Regions from separate parts of the Zea mays genome. Here region 1 is linked to region 2. A link is a contact called in public Hi-C data. All regions are on one chromosome and are shown on one strand. The core of a region is the stretch at or near the end of the contact, and the rest is flanking DNA. Distances in the headings are between cores, read along the strand shown. Region 1 holds the start of LOC100282154 (integral membrane protein like). Region 2 holds the start of LOC103647123 (zinc finger protein 703).

Evidence for each region. A called contact is a pair of places that touch in the nucleus more often than the background predicts.
Region 1: a Hi-C map of leaf shows a contact between it and region 2, with 7 times the contacts expected there. The contact joins the promoter of LOC100282154 here to the promoter of LOC103647123 in region 2. A contact is called at or near these places in 15 of 25 Hi-C or Micro-C datasets (bundle sheath, ear, endosperm and 5 more) and 1 of 3 datasets of contacts at active chromatin or transcription factors (leaf).

What each region holds. Positions count from the first base shown.
Region 1 is chr2:153,200,623-153,203,455 of Zm-B73-REFERENCE-NAM-5.0, forward strand. LOC100282154 (integral membrane protein like) reads left to right here and starts at 1,572. Exons shown (of 4, transcript NM_001412041.1): 1 at 1,572-1,880; 2 at 2,537-2,833.
Region 2 is chr2:153,056,623-153,059,322 of Zm-B73-REFERENCE-NAM-5.0, forward strand. It overlaps LOC103647123 (zinc finger protein 703), which reads left to right and starts at 1,359. Exons shown (of 1, transcript XM_008671682.1): 1 at 1,359-2,700. The coding sequence starts at 1,597. LOC100217276 (Protein kinase superfamily protein) reads left to right here. Exons shown (of 2, transcript NM_001359575.1): 2 at 1-108.

The DNA of each region.
Region 1 (2,833 bases), core at 322-2,821, 140 kb after region 2:
TAATAATATAAGGAATGAGTCCATTTTACCAAATTTATAGGATAGACTCATGATACACCACCCTATCTAGAATTAACTGGTTTTCAAACCAAACACCCGCTCCATGTACGTCTCGAGCCACGTATTTGAGTTCGTCTACGGTAACTTTTATATAAGTTAAACTTCCACGGTCTATGGACCCAAATAATTTCTCGCTAGAAACAGAATGTTCTGGGTTCATTGGGCTAACAATCAACGGTGTGGGAGTTTTACCTCCTTAGGGCTACTTTGGGAACCTCAAATCCCCTTCGGGATTGGAGGGGATTGAGGTGGAAATAAGGCTGGACGAAATACTCGTGGCTCGATAACTCGCTCGACTCGGCTCGTTAGTAGCTCAACTCGGCTCGTTTTAATTTTGTAGCGAGCCAAGCTAGCATTCTAGCTCAGTTCTCTAATGAGCTAGCTCGAGTTAGCTCGTGAGCTAGCTTGCGAGCCAAACGAGCCAAGCCACAATACAAGTTTGTCTAGTCGTTGGTGTCGTCTCATCTCTCATATTCTTGTTTCTCGTAGTTATGATCTGTGATATGGACATGTGTGGACGTGCCATGTGCTTAAATATTTGCATTATTGCATGGCTACATACCTACATTGTATATTTAATATTTGATTATCGGATATGATTTTGTGAACTTTGTTTCTAGCCGTATATGATGTTAGTGTTGTGCAATAAAATGTTACATGTTTGTAGAATGGATGATGAATTGCTTTATAATGATGCTTGTTGCTATCTTATTATAATAAGGGTTTGTAAATATGTAAGTTAATACATATTTGGTTATTTAATTTAATATTAAAAGTTAGAAGCTAGGACGATAATATGATAATAATATTATAAAAGTTTTGGTTTTGTAGTGTTAAACACTACAAATATGATTTTTTGGTTATATATATATATATATATATATATATATATATATATATATTTATGTACATAGATCTTTGTATTTAGTTGTGTAGCTCGCGAGCCTAACAAGCTGGCTCGAGCTTCCTAACGAGCCGAGTCGAGCCAGATGTTTAGCTCGTTAGTATAACGAGCCGAGCCGAGCTGGCTTGTTACAGTAACGAGCCATAACGAGTCGAGCTGGCTCGATATCCAACCTTAGGTGGAAATGAATAATTTCCTCTCCAATCTCCTTCAATCTCGAAAGGGATTTGAGTTAGTTTGAGAGCCACAAAATCGGAGGGGCTAAAATTCCCTCCTTATATAATTTTGAATAAGAAAGGGATTTTAGCACATCTAATCTCCCCCGGTATTTGGACTCCCAAACTAGCCCTTAGCAGAGAAACTCATCTCGGTGTTCATGGTGTTCATGGTGCGGAGAAAAGGTTAAAAAATAAAATATAAATGCAAACATTTCTGAAAAAAAGATAGAAAATAAAAAAAAAACATGCCACTTTTACGTGAGAGGGAAACGCGGAAATTATGGCGAATCTCAATCAGCCGAGGAGTCGGTCGGTTTCAGTTCCTTTTGAATGAATGAATTGCAAAAGGAAAATTCCTATAATAAAGCAAACAGAGTCCGACATCTGGGAGGTTTGTGTGGCCGTTGCAACGAAACAAAAAAAGCCAAAGGGATCCCAAACGAAAACGAGCCAGCTGAGCAAACACAACACTCGCATCGGCACCCACACTGCCACTCATCACATTGGCACCCCTCCGACACGGGCCGGGACTTCTCGGACTGCAGGCAGCCAGGCACGCACCAGCAACACCCCCCACCCGCCGGCTCGGAGCGGGGCCCCACCCGAATCACACAGATCGGGACGCCGGAGGAGGAGCAACGCCGTCCCGCATCACCGGAGCAACGCGGGCGCGGAGAGGCCAGCCAGCGCAGGCGCAGGTAACTGCAGCCCATCTCCTCCTCCTACCTCCTCCTCCTCCCCTGCCCTTCGCGCTCGCGGGGCCGGTGGTGACGGTCGAGAGGCCGTGCAACACGCAGGGCTCGCCTGCTCGCCTTACGCACCGTGGCAGGCAGTTCGGCGCCGCCGGCTGCCTGCTCGCCTCGCGGCCCAGACGCAGCGCGTGCGTTGTGGTCTCGAGTCGTCTCCTTCTGGGGGGCCTCAGTCAGATCCCGTGGCCTCTGCTCTGCTCGAGACGTCGGACGTGAGCCCGTGATGGCGTGCGGCTCCAGTGCCCGGCGGTTGATAGGCTCAGTAGGAAGCAAGTGCCCGTTTCAACCTGACCAGCGCCGGTTAGGCCCGCTCGACCTCCTAGATTCCGGTCCTGGATCCTGCACTTGGATGGACGCAGGGCGTGGGGAATCCACCCTCGTGTAGCCTTAGCCTAGTTACCTGACGGGCCTTTGCCGGAAATCTCAACCCCCCCCCCCCCCCCCCCCCCCCCCTCCCCACTGCTCAAAGCTTGTGATGAGTGATGCCTGATGACAGCTTTACTCCTCCCTAATCTGATATTGATGCTTGCTTTGCTGGGTGAGCTTGGCTGGTTGCATCACACTGCACTTATAATATTTATGATTAGTCACCTCGCTCCCTGCAGTTCAAGCTTTGGATTCCCGGATCCCACACCACCGGTCTCTCTCGGGGAGTGTAATCCAGCGAGCGTTGAGTTGAAAGCCGCGCAAGTGGAGATGAGTACTCTGAAGAAATCCGACAAGAAGGCTGCCCTCGACTTCGCAGCATGGAGTTTCAATGTCACCACATCGGTTGGACTCATCATGGTCAACAAGGCCTTGATGGCTACGTATGGGTTCAGTTTCGGTATGCCTGTGCTCTGCTCGTCCAGGGATTTATTTACCATACCTCCGACTTTCACCTTCGGTCTCTACTTCTTGCG
Region 2 (2,700 bases), core at 109-2,608:
CTTGCCCTAAGCCCTTCCTTCGCACAGGTGATCCTTGAGGATATCAGCAACATGATGTATTTTGTGAATCTTGGGTAAATTGGTGAGCCTCCGCTCTGGTTGCCTTGAGAGATTCTGGTCCCGTTTTATCCGGTTCTGGTAGGCTTCAGGGTGATTTGTTTTTCTTGTGATCGGTGTCAGAACTTGTTAATCAGTTGGTGAATGTGTACCTCTAACTGTGTGGTATCAATCTTTTGCCAAGCAGTTTAGGCCTGTTTCCCACACAAAGGTTGGATCTAGAAACCATTGAACTGAACCTAGAGTATTTATTCCATTAAATACAGAATATTATTATTTTTAGGATATAGTATTCTTCTTCTTAACACTGTATATCGTTCTCCTAACCTAAACTACAAAGAACAGTGGGCGCCGTTTTCACTACAAAGAATATTATTATTTTGATTGTGTTAAGCACCGTTTGTTTGTGGCATTGGGCGAGGTCGGACGGTCCAATCTTAAGGCCCGGATGGTCCGTCTTAGGTGCAGACAGTCCGTGATTGGATCAGAGCATATGGATTAACTCATATCTTCACGTGTGTTTTATCCCTCTAAACACGTGAGAGTTGGAGGATGCCTAGGAACCTTCCCATATATATTTGAAAGGGTATGACCAATTGAAGCATTAATAATCGAACCAAAATCAATATATCATCCTACTTTTGCCCTAGGAGTAGACAATAACGTAGCCTTCTTCACCCCAATCTTTATCTCTCTTCGACTCTACATCATATGGGTCCCTTGGGTGGCTTGCCGATCTAAGACAAACCTTAGGATTTTTCCTTTTTGACGGGATCTCTCCCGGGAGTGAGATCCAAGTGTTGTTGGAACGCCACCGCCCATGCACATGCTTGGACCGTCTAGCCACCAGACGCAGACTGTCCAACTTCACCGCAGGGAAGGCCCGTCTTTGTGCCAGGTCGTAGACCGTCCCCCAAGGCCACGAACCGTCCATGCTATCACAGAGAGCACCACCGCCGGTACACATCGTAATGATTGATGACTAGATTGGTGCCAACAGATTGATTTCAGGCTCCTTCGGATCAAAGTAATTTTACATGAAAAACATAGTATTCTGATTTTCATAGGAATTGTTATGGTAGCATCATTTGGATCGTAGGATTGAGAATTTGGAGGAAAAAAATCCGTTGTCATCTGTTTCCTATGCAAAACGTAGGAAAATAAATATCCAACCACATCTCTTTTTTCCAATCCTCTGTCCCAACCAAATAACTCTCCAGTTAAAATTACTGTATTTTATAATCCTCTGTTTTGCACATACATTCCAACATTGTTCCTATATTTTTTCTATTCCTGTATTTTCTCAATTCTCGAAAGGAGCTTTTCTATGGTCACCGAAAAACTTATTAAAATGCGAAATGGTTAACCTGCGCCCCCGAATATATATCTCCTCTCAGCCGCCGACGAAAGCCGTAGACATAAGACGCTCCGGTTCGAGAACGAACCAAGCGAGCAAGAACCAAGAAACGAACAGGCGGAGAAGACGTACGGCCGTACGGGAGAGTAGGCGGCAGCCGGTGTTTCTGGGCTGGGTTCGCCATGCCCCTGCCGCCGCCCAACATGCGCACGCAAGAACCTCACCCCTGGCTCCGCGATGCCCCCGACGACCTCCCGGACTGCGACGGGACGGGCGCCTGCTTCCCTGGCGGCGGTCTGTGCTACCCCGACGACCCGCTCGAACTCGTCCACTCGCTCTTCCCTGCTCAGACCACCGTGGACCGATCGGCGCTCGGGATAGGCACCAGCGCCGGCGAGCCTCCCTGTAGGGAGCAGGAGCAGCCGCTGGCGGAGAGCGCGTATGGTGGTGGCGGCAGCGGCGGGCGGAATTCTTGTGGCTTGTCCAGCTACGTTCTTGAGGGACTCTCCGGCCTCGAGGAAATTGATACGAACATGTTCTTTGCTGACGACGCGCTGGACGGCGGCGGCGGCGGCGGCGGCGGCGAGGCGACCCAAGACAACTTGCCCTGCGACTCGACGGGAGCCAAGCCCAAGCCGCCGGCGCACATGCCAGAAGCTGGTGACGTTCACGCGTCGCCGCTGCCCGCGCACATGCTACCCGGCGCCCTCCAAGCGTACGACGCGTGCCGTGCGTTCCATGGCGCGTCGCCGCCCATGGCAGCGGGCGGTCCGCTGCCCGACTTCGTCACCAACGACGGCGCGCCCATGCCAGCTGCTGCTGGCCTTCACGCGTGCGGCGCCTTGCCCGGAATTGTCTCTAACGGCGCGTCTAAGCCGCCATCGTGCCGTGCGTTCCATGGCGCGTCGCCGCCCACGGCAGCGGGCGGTCCGCTGTCCGTCTTCGTCACCAACAACGGCGCGCCAATGCCGGGGGCTGCTGCTGGCCTTCACGCGTGCGTCGTGGTGTTGCCTGGCATTGTCTCCATCGGCGCGTCTGGGCCGCCACGGATGGAGCCCATGCCAGCACGTGCTAGTCTCCACCCGAACGCTGCGCCGGCGCACGCCCCTCCGCCACCGTCTCCGCCGTCGTCCAGCGCGTCTTCCGGCTCGGGCCGCTGCCCGTCGTCAGCGACATCGGGGACCGAGTTCTTGCAACCCCACGCCTGGGTTGTTCCCAGGCGGCAGCGGAGCCTACCCACAGGTGCCCGCAGGTCACGATCCGCGCCACGCCAGAGGAACATGCAA